2 separate regions of the Rattus norvegicus genome follow, and region 2 is linked to region 1. Evidence: chromatin contacts called from public Hi-C data. All regions are on one chromosome and are shown on one strand. The core of a region is the stretch at or near the end of the contact, and the rest is flanking DNA. Distances in the headings are between cores, read along the strand shown.

The links. A called contact is a pair of places that touch in the nucleus more often than the background predicts.
Region 2: a Hi-C map of liver shows a contact between it and region 1, with 2.2 times the contacts expected there. The contact joins two enhancer-like sites. A contact is called at or near these places in 3 of 12 Hi-C or Micro-C datasets (kidney and liver).

What each region holds. Positions count from the first base shown.
Region 1 is chr14:72,125,067-72,131,484 of GRCr8, forward strand. It overlaps LOC103693081 (a long non-coding RNA gene), which reads left to right. Exons shown (of 4, transcript XR_010057711.1): 2 at 2,568-6,418. Among named protein-coding and RNA genes, the nearest start is that of Cpeb2, 72 kb to the left of the region's middle. Within about 2 kb of position 3,370, at least 46 of the 93 cell types and tissues checked have an H3K27ac peak or open chromatin away from gene starts, as enhancers often do. A contact at or near this core is called in kidney and liver, where this site is marked.
Region 2 is chr14:72,217,323-72,223,740 of GRCr8, forward strand. No RefSeq gene overlaps it. Among named protein-coding and RNA genes, the nearest start is that of Cpeb2, 160 kb to the left of the region's middle. Within about 2 kb of position 3,164, at least 11 of the 93 cell types and tissues checked have an H3K27ac peak or open chromatin away from gene starts, as enhancers often do. A contact at or near this core is called in kidney and liver, where this site is marked.

The DNA.
Region 1 (6,418 bases), core at 2,120-4,619:
AAAACCAAGTTTTCCCATCTCAAAAGCAAAAATTCAAGTTTGGAGAAATGCTTTGCTGCTTAAGAGTAGATGCTGCTCTTATGGGGGACCTGGGTTATGCTCTTAGCATCCACATAAAGGTTTCTAACCATAACTTGAATTCCAGCAGATCCAATGCTCTTTTCTGGCTTCCCTGGACACCAGGCATACTTATGGAGAACAGACATACATGTAGCAAAATAAACTCATAAATTAAAAGTAAATTATTAAAGATAACAAAGACTATTGCTGGTGTAGATGATGCCTATAACCACAGTACTTAGGAGGTAGAAGGAAGAAGACCACAAGTTCAAGGCTATTCTGATCTACCCAATGGTCAATCAGAGGCAAATAGAGAGACCCTATGCAATCAAACAAACAAGCAACTATTATATTTATAGTATGTATTTATAGATATAATGTTTTACTTTGTGTTGAAAATTATATCTGTATCAATGTGAGCTACATCTATTTGTAATTCCCAGCACAGAAGCATACTATAATATGAATCATCAATTTTTTAAACGTTTTCATCTCTAACTCTATCCATGTACCATCCTGTCTTTATTTCTCTAACATTCTAGAGCAGACTCCAGGAAGGAATTGTCCAGCTGGGAACTACACCTCCTTGTTGTTTTGGTACAGAGAGAGACCAGCTTATTGATATTCAGAATGAAAAGGGGATATAAAAACATATATATTCAAGTCATTCTATCATGCTTTTCCTTGTCTGATGAGAAGCAGAAGACTGCTACAAGGAGAGACATGGGATCCCTGAACCCCTACACGGAGTTCTACTAAGGGAGACAGCCCATACTACATTCTCATTAAAGAAAGAAACTTTTATTTTGTTAATCCACCAAAATATGGAGGCAATTTGTTAGAGGAACTAGTATTATCTAAACAAGCAGAATAACTGTCAGAATTACTAGGGATGAACAACAGGCAGAGAAACGTCAGAGCATGCCAAAATTCAGCCATTATAAACATCCACTTTCAAGTGCTGTGTGTATTTGGAGAAGAGAGAAAAATGTCTGGTTGGGTTGCCATCAAGAAGAAGAGTTTGCCAAAGACCCGAAGGAAAGTTTAGGGGGAATGTCATATATAGAAGTCAGAGGCAAAGGGGACAACAGTCACTTCCTTCCCCATGACTCTTCCCAGTCTGCTTAGCCTTCTCCATGCTCCCCGTTTTTGAAACCTTTTTGGTCATCTTCTTCTTTTTCTTTTTTTTTTTTTTTTTTTTTTTTCGGAGCTGAGGACCGAACTCAGGGCCTTGCGCTTGCTAGGCAAGCGCTCTACCACTGAGCTAAATCCCCAACCCCTTTGGTCATCTTCTTAAACATATGTGTTGCACCTATAAAAGGGTGTAGTGAGAACCAGAGATAAGGAGTATATAGAATTCAAATCGTGGAGGAACTGAAATGAGAAACAAGTTTCTGACTACATTCCACCATTCCTCTCTTTTTCTGTGCCTACCTCCTGGACTTCACTACTGACTGTGAGCGAAACAGGCATGGCTCCTTCCTTATAATCCTGTCTCTAACTATTCACTCACTGTGTGATTTTTCCTCTTCCTCCATATGCACATGGCCTACGCAACCTCACATTTGCCTTAGTCTCTGCTCATGTGAGGCTTCCTCAGTGAGGCCTACCTTGATAAGCATATGTTAATGCTGTACTGTATCCAAAAGTCTTCGGTCCATCATTCTCTAGATCTCTTTCTCTGCTACACACCGTCTTTTGCCCACAGCACTCAACACTCTAGCACACCCTGTAATTTAGTTGTCATGATTACTCTCCACCTCCACCCCCCACAATACACACTCCTTCCGCTCTCAAGCTCTCAAGCCACTGGTGACCTTGAGGAGAGGGCTTGACTCCCTGCTGCCCTAATACTATGGAGAAGTGCCAGACCGTGAGTGGATACTTAAATGCATTGATGAAACTGTCTCCTATTTCAAGGCTACCTTTGTTTTGGTTTTGGTTTCAGACAGGGTATTGCTATAGTACCCCAGGTGCCTTCAGTTCAGGGTCCTCCTCTCCCAACCTCCTGCTGGGTGGGATTGCAGGTGTGCACACTATAGCTAGCTCAAGGCTATATTCTTAATTACTAAATTGTACAGCCAAAAAAGTGAGAGATAAAGAAAATGAATGCCCAGAATGAGTGATGCTTCTAATAGTTTTGGAGGTCGTGGGGGCTGGGTTGTGGCTGTATCACATGGGTCTGCCTAAAATAGAACAGGTGCATCCTAGACTTAAATTACATCCTGCAGTCACCAATGCTAGGCCCCGTTACCACAGAAAATGCTTCCCTCCGGTTTTGGCCCATAGTGACCACAATTGCTTCTCTTAGCCAAAAAAAGCCCTTTGTCTCTTGGCTGAGGTTCAAATCCCACTGCTTTCAGTGAGACTGGGCAACAAAAGGGAGCTTCAGAGAGAAGGACAACAGTCACTTTCTTCCCCATGATTCTTCCCAGGCTGCTTAGCCTTCTCCATGCCCCCCCAACACCCCCCGTTTTTGAAACCTTTTTGCTTTCTTTGCTTTGCAGGAGTCTAGCTGGCAGCCCAAAGATGTGACTGAGAACTGGCCGTGTAAGAACAGCAGAGCTTCCTGGGGGAAACAGGCCTCTTTTTTTCCTGAGGGGGGGAAAAAAGATATGCTAGAGCTCCAATGTTCTGGCAAATTCAAGGAAACCAGCTATCAGTTGTTTGGGGGAAAACAACAACAGCAGCAGCAGCAGCAACAAACCTGTCTGTAGTAAATTACATGTGGGGACAAAGCCCACTAACTCCCAAGGCTGCCGCCCTCCCTGCGCCCCACCCTGCTGCCATCCTAAGGTAATGTCAGAGACCTGTAGTTCAAGCTTGACTCCTAAGAGCTGTGTCCACTTAGGTAAGTCTCATGGCTTTCTGTCTGTGTTTCATGACATTATTTGTAACATTACATTAAATCTGCTCCTTCATCCTGATATGAGAAATAAACATACTTTTGTCAGCTTTGTGAAGTTTTTTTTATTGTCTTTCACTATTCAATTTTATGTTACAAACATCTCAGTACTATGTAGGTGTGTGTGCATAGCACTTGGGCACACACGCGCGCGCGCGCGCGCGCACACACACACACACACACACACACACACACACACACACACACACAATGCACGTGAAAGCGGATGAAACCTGAGTAAGTATTGCAGTTACAATTGACTATACTGGGGAAAGCAGCAACAAGATGGACAGAGACATAAAATGTAGATGCGTACAAGTGAGGATTGATGCAGAGAGCACCATAATAGTCCATTGGAAGGCTAGAGTGCAGCTGGTGCTGGTAGCCCGGCTTCATGCCAATGCAAAGACCTCGCAACCAGGCAAGCCACTGCTGCTGTTCTGTCGGTGGCCAAAGGTCTTATGACTCAGAGACCTCAAGCACTGGAGTCCAAAGACTAGAGAGCAGGAGAGGTAGTGCCCAAAGACAAGAAGAGTGTCAGGGGACAGGCAGGCAGACAGGCAGACAGACAGACAGACAGACAGACAGACAGACACACACACACACACACACACACACACACACACACACACACACACACACAGACGAGAGAGAGAGAGAGTTCGTTCTCTCATCTCCAGCCAATTGCATAGTGCACAGATACCCACGGACACCAAAGGCAGATCCCTGCCCTCCTATTTCTACCAACTCTCATCCCAATCTTGTCTACAAACACTCCCTCAAATGCCCCTACAAATACACTTCACTAGCTGTCTAGCTAGCTCTTAATCCAGGCAAGTTGCTAGCTACAATTCGCTACCATACAAATAATGGCAGGCCCTGGTTCTGTGGATGTACTGTGAGTAGGATTCACCCGCCGGGGAAGTTGGGTGAAGACTGCCGAGGTCCTCTGCCTTGTTGGTAATATCTTCTCTGTCTGGTTAGTTCGAATACGCATTAGACAAGGGTATCTGCTGGTTCCTTCCTCCTGTATCTTCTAAATACTTCTCCTGGGAAGTGTAACCCACAACCATTGGATCTATTGCTCTTAAGGCTTTGTTACTTGTTTAGGGCAGTTACCCTCTGCCCACGCATGTTTCTTGGGCTCGGTGCCGAGCTGGTGTTTACAAATGTTTCTTGATTCTTTCTGCTGAAAATATCAAAACAAGCAGATTTCTTTTCTTAGCCATTCTAGTACCATCTGTGAACAAACTTCACATTTTAAAAATTCTACTTTATGCCAGAGATTTTCATATACAATTCTCTTAGTGAAGCCTCAGCATGATTTGATGAGGGACAAGCCAAAATGTCTCACTTTTGCTTTGAGAAACACAAGCAGTGGAAAGTTTGATCCATGTGCTTGGGATATGAAGGTCATGGAGAGCTGGAATTTAAGCTAGGACTTAGAGCATTTAAATTTATTAATTTATTAATTATCAACTTCTGTTTGTCAGGAGCTGTTCTCAGAGCTTTTCAGTGGTGGAATAAATGCAGGTTATGAAAAAAATAAGGCCTACATCACCACCAAGATAATAATAAATAATAAAGTAGCAAATTGGATGCAGGAAACAGGATTCATAGAGATCACTGAGTTTGTCCAGGGTTCAAAGAAGGAGTAGAGAAATAGAATCTTTGGAGAAAAGAATACTTTGAGAACAGGGCCATTGGGGGAAAGGGTTCTATAGCTGACATGACACCAGATGAATGTAAGTAGCTGGCTCAGGCAGTTGGTATGGCTGGAACAGTAAGCACCTTTAGCAAGGTGGGTCACAGAGGCCCACAGAGGATATTGCAAGAACCCTGTGATGAATCTGACTTTCCCTGAGTGATTCCAGAACATCGCAGCAGGGTTTTTGAGCAAACGGATGGTATGAGCTGACTCATGCTGCTACTGGTTCTCTGGCTGCTTAGAGTAGACAAGGCTGAAGTGGTGTAAAGGTCAAAAACAGACAGATCAATTGAAAGTCAGCAGCAGTTCTCCAGGAAGAAGAGGCTGGCTGTCTGGACATTGGAGTGATAGCATGGGTGCTACATATTCTGTGAGTTCTCATCTGCACCTACCTGTCCCTGAGGCCCGTGATCATATATACTTAGAGTGTTATAGACTCTCTGATGTTTGGTTTCTCATGTGCAATGGCCTTTTCTTTCTCACTCTGCCCAACTGGTCCGTAATCTAATGCTCTCTCCAGATGCTCTCATATCCACCCCACACTTCTCTGCAAACTTCCTACCTCCTGCTCCTTCTATGGCCTTCTTTGTATCCAAACCTTAGCAAACCTACGACTCTCTCTTACCTGCCTGTCCAGGCTAGTGTGGTGACATTCCTAGATGTATTTTTCCCTAATACACTTTAGGATATAAGACCAAAGGTCAGAATGTACCAGCTAATGTATGAGTTTGGAATGGAGTCTCCCTCCAACCCACTGCAAAGACAAGAGTGAAATAAAGTGACACCCAGTGTCCTTGTCTACTAACTGGTCTGAACTAATGATTGTGTCAAGGAGTTGCCATATTGTTGGCATACATATTGCATGTAGCAAAACTACATGCAAGAGTTTGTGCTCCAACGAGAGAAGGCGATAGAGAGTGGGATGGTAAGGAAATGCGTTCAGTGCATTCTTCCATGCCAAGCTCCCTCTTCGCCTCCGGTATGTTGTGGAATCCTTGTGTGGGGACTGGCATTTCTGTTTCACAGATGAAGAAAAAGACTATTAATAGACTATCCTGTCTGTCCCCCACCCAAGCCCCAAAGATGAAGAATGTGTGACCCCTGGAGAAGACAACAGATTCCTTGTTTTAAAACAACAAGTATAAAACAATAGAAAGAAACCTGCTTTTCTTTTTTTTTTTTTCAGGCCTAGACATGAGTGAGTCAATGAGTCAAACAGCAATGTCTCTAGAGTGTCCGTCGGTGCCAGCCCGTAAGATGGATGCATCCCAGATGGGCTTTCCCACAGCCTGTGCTGGGAGCTTCCCCTTGGCCCACATAGGGAAGGGGTGTGTGAATGCTTTCCCATGACATGCAAGTACAGCTAAGCACGTGACTTGGGGCTGGGAAGAGGTTTACAGCAAGCAACCTGGCAATGGAATGGCCCAGTCCAGCCAGCAATGGCAAGCTAGGACAAAAGCCCCATCCCAGGATGAAGCAGCCAGTTTTCTTTGTATGTGGTTAGATAGTCTTTGGGCTCCTAAGGAGGCGTAGGATGTATGAGCTGCTGGCTCGTAACTGGGTGCAAGACTGCATTAATCAAGTGCCTTATTCCTATCTGCAAGGATAAGGTAGAAGACCATTAGTGGCTGGCTTGCACCCCAGTTACACTTTATACACTATCAGTGATCTTACCCTGACAGAATGTATGTTCTTTTGACAGAATGTGGAAAGGGGCCAGAGAAATTGACTATTTACAGCTAAGT
Region 2 (6,418 bases), core at 1,914-4,413, 92 kb after region 1:
CAGGACTCTAGGCCTCAAGTACGCTGACTAGGTCCATGTAAGAAGACTCTGGGATTTGGTCCCATGCAGCTTCTCTTCTACCCGAATCCCTCCTATTTCTCTTTAGGTTCAGGGCCATCTTTGGCTTCAATAGCTGAGCCTCACTCTATCAAGCACCCACTCTGTGTTCCTCGATTCTGGAAGTTCCTAGGACAGCTCCTTCTGGACCACATGCCAAGCTGAGTCCCATTGCCCAGTGTTGGCATGCTCTCTTAAGTAGAGCGTGGTTCCCTCATAGTTTGGCACCAATAAATTACACGATGGGCTGTTCATCTCTTCTTGAGCAGTCTTGGAGTGGGGCATAGAGGATGTAAGAGGGCAGTTATATAGATTTCATAATCAGATTTTGGTTTTTATCTTTCTCTCATCTTTGTGGTTGCTCTAAACTCCTATATACCCTTAACTCTGTCTTATGGTATACCCCTGCATACTACCTGGAGAACATACAAGTTCTCATTACCCTTTACCTTCTGATTCTTGCTCACCCTTTCAGTCTTAGTGTTGATAGGTAGCTTTGACTTTGTATATCTCCTCGTCTCAATCTAGATCCTCATTGGCCATCTTCACAGCATCTTTCATCTGTGCAATTACACTTCCAGTAGCATTGTAAGAACTGGCTGAATTGATCCTGCGTCACAGCCCTGAAACACACTCTAATTTTATTTTAGTTTTCCAGATGAGGGCACAGAAAAGCTGTCATTGCCTAAGGTGCATGAACACTTAATTGCATGATCAGGCTCTGGACCCAAGCTGGTTAGCCCAGGAGCCACATGGTTGTAAAGCTCTCAGCTATTTCCTGCTCTGACATTTGCCATTCTGTACTGTTGTCATGCCTACTTTATTCACAGCCATGCTTTAGCATTAAGTTAAAACCTGATAAACATTAAGATCAGTTAGTGTATCTCATGGTATGAATGCCTAGATTCCAGTTACCAATACCTAGGTTCTCACAAATTCAAACAATGCCCTCCCGATTCTTAAATTTATGGGATCATTTCTAGCTAAAAACCAAGGTAGATAACTAGCTGATTTGTGGTCCTTGGGCTTCTTAATGATTTTTGTGCTGATTCCTCTCATTTAAACTGAGAGATTTGTGCTGATAGAGAATCATTTGTCCCAAACCCCACACAGCAAGAGATTGGAGTTAAAAACATTTAAGTGACTTATCCAAGGTCACACGTGGAACCAGTGACAAACAGGATGTCAGGTGGGCTGGTTTCCAGTGCTATGCCCTTTCTCTGCACCTGGTTAAACAGAAACTCTGGTCACATGTGAATGTGTTGTTAAAACAAACATCAGGTCTCTAGCTGGTTTGATTTTGACTCCAGTGTGAAGAAACTATTGGCTTCAGTCACTGCTCCTGGAGACTGTGACCATCAGCCCTCAGAGAACACTGGGACCAGATTACAAGGCTTGCTTGGCAAGTCCTGAAACACCTAGACTCAGCAAAGCCTCAGGGTTTACTAGCAGAGAGGTCTTCGTGGCTGTGTGATCTGCAAGTATATATCCATTGCTTTGTTTTTGGCTCCAGTCAATACACTTGTTCTCCTGTCTCTGAAATTTTGACATTTCCATACAGTCAAGAGGATGGTGTATTAACTCCTGCCCTCTGCCTTCATTTGGACCATGCCTTCATACTACAGTTTCTCCCTTAGCCTACAACTTAATGAAGCCCACACTCAAACCCAACTCTCAGCTTTTGGGAATACAACAAGTGAAGTGTCTTTGGGTCAAATCTATGTCACATAGTCACTTCTATGTGACAGAAGAGGAGTGACATTGTTTTTCCAAATCTCTAAATGAAAACCAGAGTTAATACTCATGGAACTGTTACTGTTCATGCTGAGATGAATAAATGGAAGCAAATATATAAAACAATGAAAAGAACATTGAATGTAGGAACTGGGTTATTCAAAATATCTCTCTGTCACTAGAGTAAGAGAGTAAATACTGTATGCTCTGGGAGCATATGCTTTCATAGTTTTACTACATAAAATGCAAAACTATCAATTATAACCCAAAAGGTATCATTGTGTTTACTCTGTTTCAAGCAAACTTATATTTTTGGTGTTTTTGAGGTTTCAGTATATAGCCCACAATACATGACCCTCTTGCATCTGCCTCGTGAATGTGGGGACTAAAAGTATGTGCCACCATGTCTGGCACCAATTAAAGTATTTATCAACTGGTCTAGATTTGCTTCCCTCACTTTGTTAGTAGGCTCTTGGGTCCTAGTAGTAGGTTATGCCTTGGTCTGCCCTTTGTATTTCTCTGTTGACAAGTACGAGCGAGGCTGTCTTTCTGCCAGCTCTCACTTGTCTTCTATCTCCTTTTGCAGATAAATACTGACATCTCTTCCCCGATTCTCCCCAAAATACTAAGGAAAAGGAAATGGGAGAGATGTTCAAATCATTTGATGGAATGAAATCAAAGAGATTTCACTATTGTTCAGGCCCAAGTGCCTCAATTGCACTGGTAAGGGCTCTGGCCCCAGAGGAAAAGTCCTGGTACCCAGGATAAGGGGGAGTTGCTTCTGGGAGGGTTTTGCTCCCCGAAGAAGAGGTATACCTTGATATCAGTGAAAACACAAATACTTGCACATAGCTGTCAGCAGCAAGGTTGGTGTGCAGCTACAAAGGATGTCATCATGCCAGCTACACTGTGACCTCCACTGATGGTAAAAAGAATCATCTTTTACTGCCTTTGGCAGAAGCCAGTGTTTGAGACCCTGGGCAGCCACTCATTTCAGAGGGCTCAGCTTGATAAAAGATGGAAAGAAAGGGAACCAAAAGGAAGAGGATAGTGCTGGCTGCATGTGTGTGCCAACTCAGAAAATTGAAGTGACCCACTGGGCTCCTGCCCTCCTATCAGATTTGCTGCCACACTTTGGAATTAGAATGGGAACTGGACTCTTAGATGTTGCTAGCTGAAATGGCAGTGATGCAGTGACCTAGCTGGCAGTTATTTTGCTGATCTCAGTGTCCTGGCCAGAGGGCAAGATATTAAAAAAAAATCAAGCTTTCTTTTCTTACTCTAAGTGTTCCACCAACTGGACTTAGTAGTCTGTAGCTTGCCAGGATTGGAGTCCTCTCAGCTAGCTTCAAAAGCTCAGGGAAGCGCCCAGAAAGACCAGGTACGTCATCTGGTCACACCACAGGGTACTGGAACATAGCCAGAGACCCAGGAACACCAGAGATGAATGTGGGTGAAGAAAAAAAACCTTGGCATTCAGAGTTCTTGGCCGAGGAAGGGAGCTTGGTTTCAATCTTAACCCTCTATGGTTGAAATACAGGACTAACTCACTCTATAAATAAGAGATTATCTCTGACCTACTTACACACACACACACACACACACACACACACACACACACAAACACACACACACAGAGAGGGGGGGCAGACAGAGACAAACAGAGATACAGACACACACCCATACCTTTCCCACACCTCCCCTCCCCCCCACACACATACTGGAAGTGTCCTGCATGGGTATCCCCTTGTTCTGAAAATTTCGTATGTTGAGAACTAGACCCTCAATAGTATCTTTTAATGCTGTTTGAGAAGTGAGGACACTTGGACACTGACTCAAAATGTTCTGTTCTGAATGGCGTAGATTCATTTATTATAGGAACAGCCTTGTTAAAATGTAAGACTCTGACTTTACCTTGCCATGCAGTGCCTCCAATAGATTACAACACAACAATAAAGCTTGACCAGGTTCCAGTGTCCTGCTTATAGAACCTGTCCTTCTCAAAGTCCACAAAATAAATGAAACCTTCATTCTTTATGTTCTTTAGCCTATAATATTCATTATAGCAGGAAATAGATCAGAATAAGAGATTTACAAACTTCATTATTATATCCACACTGGTAAAGTAAGGTTAATGTCACCATTTCCTCTGGGTTCTCAAAAAGTGGTGTGGCATCATGAATGGAAAACTCCCGTCCCTGGGCTTATCACGAGCTGGTGTTCAGAAAAAGCTGATCATTTTTTCATGGCTCCCTTTATTGTAGCCTTATTACACAGTACAGATAGAAACAATTATCAAGAGTCCTGTGGTGTAGACCTAGCTCCTCCACGTATTAGCTCTGTGACCTCATGCTGGGAACTGTTTCCCCAGGGTGTCCTTCCTTAGCCTTAAGAGGGGAGACCATATCCACTCTTTCTGCTCTACTCTCCCAGGTTCCCCTCAGGGTAGAAAAGACTTGCCACAAATGACAGTCTTGTAGAGATTTGCCTTTACTAGTACCCCAGCTTTAGAAAGTAGAGGTCCCAAGTAGATAAATTAGAGAAACGTGGCAAAGTCAGGCCTCACTTACTACTCATTAAGCTTTATTGCAAAGTACTCAAAGAATCCTTCCAAGTTAGTAGCCCCTGTCCCTATCACTATGATTACTACAGTAGCGGTAGTAAATATTCATTAACCACTTCTCAAACTGTCTCATTTGACCCTTACAAACACCCCACAAAGCAGATACCATTATTAACTCCACACAACAGATGAGGAAACAGGACACAGAGCAGGGATCCTATCCAGGGTTATGTAAGCTTTGATCATGGTGGCTTGACTTACCAGTTAGACTTGTGGCCACGAACTTACTTGGCAAATGATGTCAACAGATCAAGCCACAGGCTACAGAACATTGGTTAGAAAGCTTGGGTGAGTGTCTGTCCAGAGGGCAGGCACACAGTGTTCATCTGGGGCCTATCCCAGACCCACTGGAGTCCAATACCAAATTGCACAACTTTTCTAGGTCACAAAGCTCTAGGGTGGCTGGGACATGAGAGGGTCATGTCCCATCTACAGTAAAGCTTAGTGGGGGAAGGGTGCCTCATAGCTACATACTAGCACCATGCAACCAAGGAAATGCTATACTTGGTGGTGCTCGAGAATGAAGAGAAAGGCTATGGTCAATAAGAAACAATGAGTTCTTGCTCCCCCTTGTCTTCTCTTGCACCCTCTTACTCCTGTCTTGTTCTTTTGCTCTTCCCGTCTTCCCCCTTTGTCCCCTCTCTCCCTATTCCTTTCCCCCTTCTCTCCACATGCTCATGGCCAGCCTCTATTCTTTTACTCTTCTATTTCTCTCTCTCTCTCTTTCTCTCTCTCTCTGCCTCTCTCTCTCTTTCTGCCCTACTACCCTCTTGACTCCCCTCCCCATCTCCTGAATAAACTCTATTTTATACTATAAAAAACTAAGAGACACTGAGGCAGTTCAAGGAGAGATGAAAAACAGAAAAATTAGTTGACTGATAGAACCTTTATAATGCTTGGTTCGGTATTAAAAGAAAAACTTCATTTTCAAATATCATAAGCCATTGACTATGTCATTCATTCAGACTTATTGGAAAGGCCCAAGGTCATCCTTTTTGGAGATCTTTGAAGAAGAAAAACAAGAGAGAATTTCATGTAATGGTCAAGAAACTTCCAGAATGTGGTCCCAACACATTGTCTACCTAGCATTTGGCACTGTATTGTCATTTCTACATAAAGCCACTAAGAATGAGCCATGAGCCATTGAGCAGCAGTATGTGCAGGCTGTGGCAGACCGGGGACACACTCAGTTCATGTGCTAATACCCTAGAAAAAGCTTTACTCATTATTTTCAGAGGCTATCTGATGGCTTCAGTTTCCTACTACCAAATCTACTCTCAAAGACGCAGTAGAAGACAAGCCTGATCCTTCTGAAGTGCTGGAAGCTCCCTGCCACTCTGAAGATGGCCTACCAAAGTGTGGCCACTCTAGATGGCTCTGGACTGAGGGTCTCTTATATTCCAAACCCCTTCTAGTTTTCCGGACACCCCTTCATGTTCTGACTGCCTTCCACTCTCTTGTGTTTTTCCCTCTTCCTGGAGCCTTCTCTGTTTGTCTGAAATGGCAAGCATTTCCTCATTCTTGTATTTCAGTTGACCATCCCCTGCCCAGGGGGGACTTCCTGTTTCCTAAGTCATGTCAACCACCAAAGTACTGCTTTACCTCCCATTATGAAATGCATGGCTGTGCTGCCTTGCTATTTATGACTCTTCCTTACAAGATAGTGAGCTTCACTGGGAAGATAGCTTGTCTAGGATATTCAGGGCTCTTGGCACATGTGCAGAGAGATGGGTTAGTGAGGAAGAGGCAGGCAATTATTCCTGAAAGCTGAGTCTGGAGCCTGAGGACTCCAAAGTCCCTGTCCCAGATTGCCTTTCCAGATCTACGTGTCTCGGCATACTCATCCAGATTATTTTTTTCTACTGCTACAAAGCATGCTAAAACCAACAAGAAATGATTCTTCCTGCTCTTATGTTCCCCATTCAAATACTGTAGACCATTCCACTCTTTAGATTTTCTCTGCCAGTCAAGATTCGTATCTTAGCTCTTTCAAATTTTTTCTCT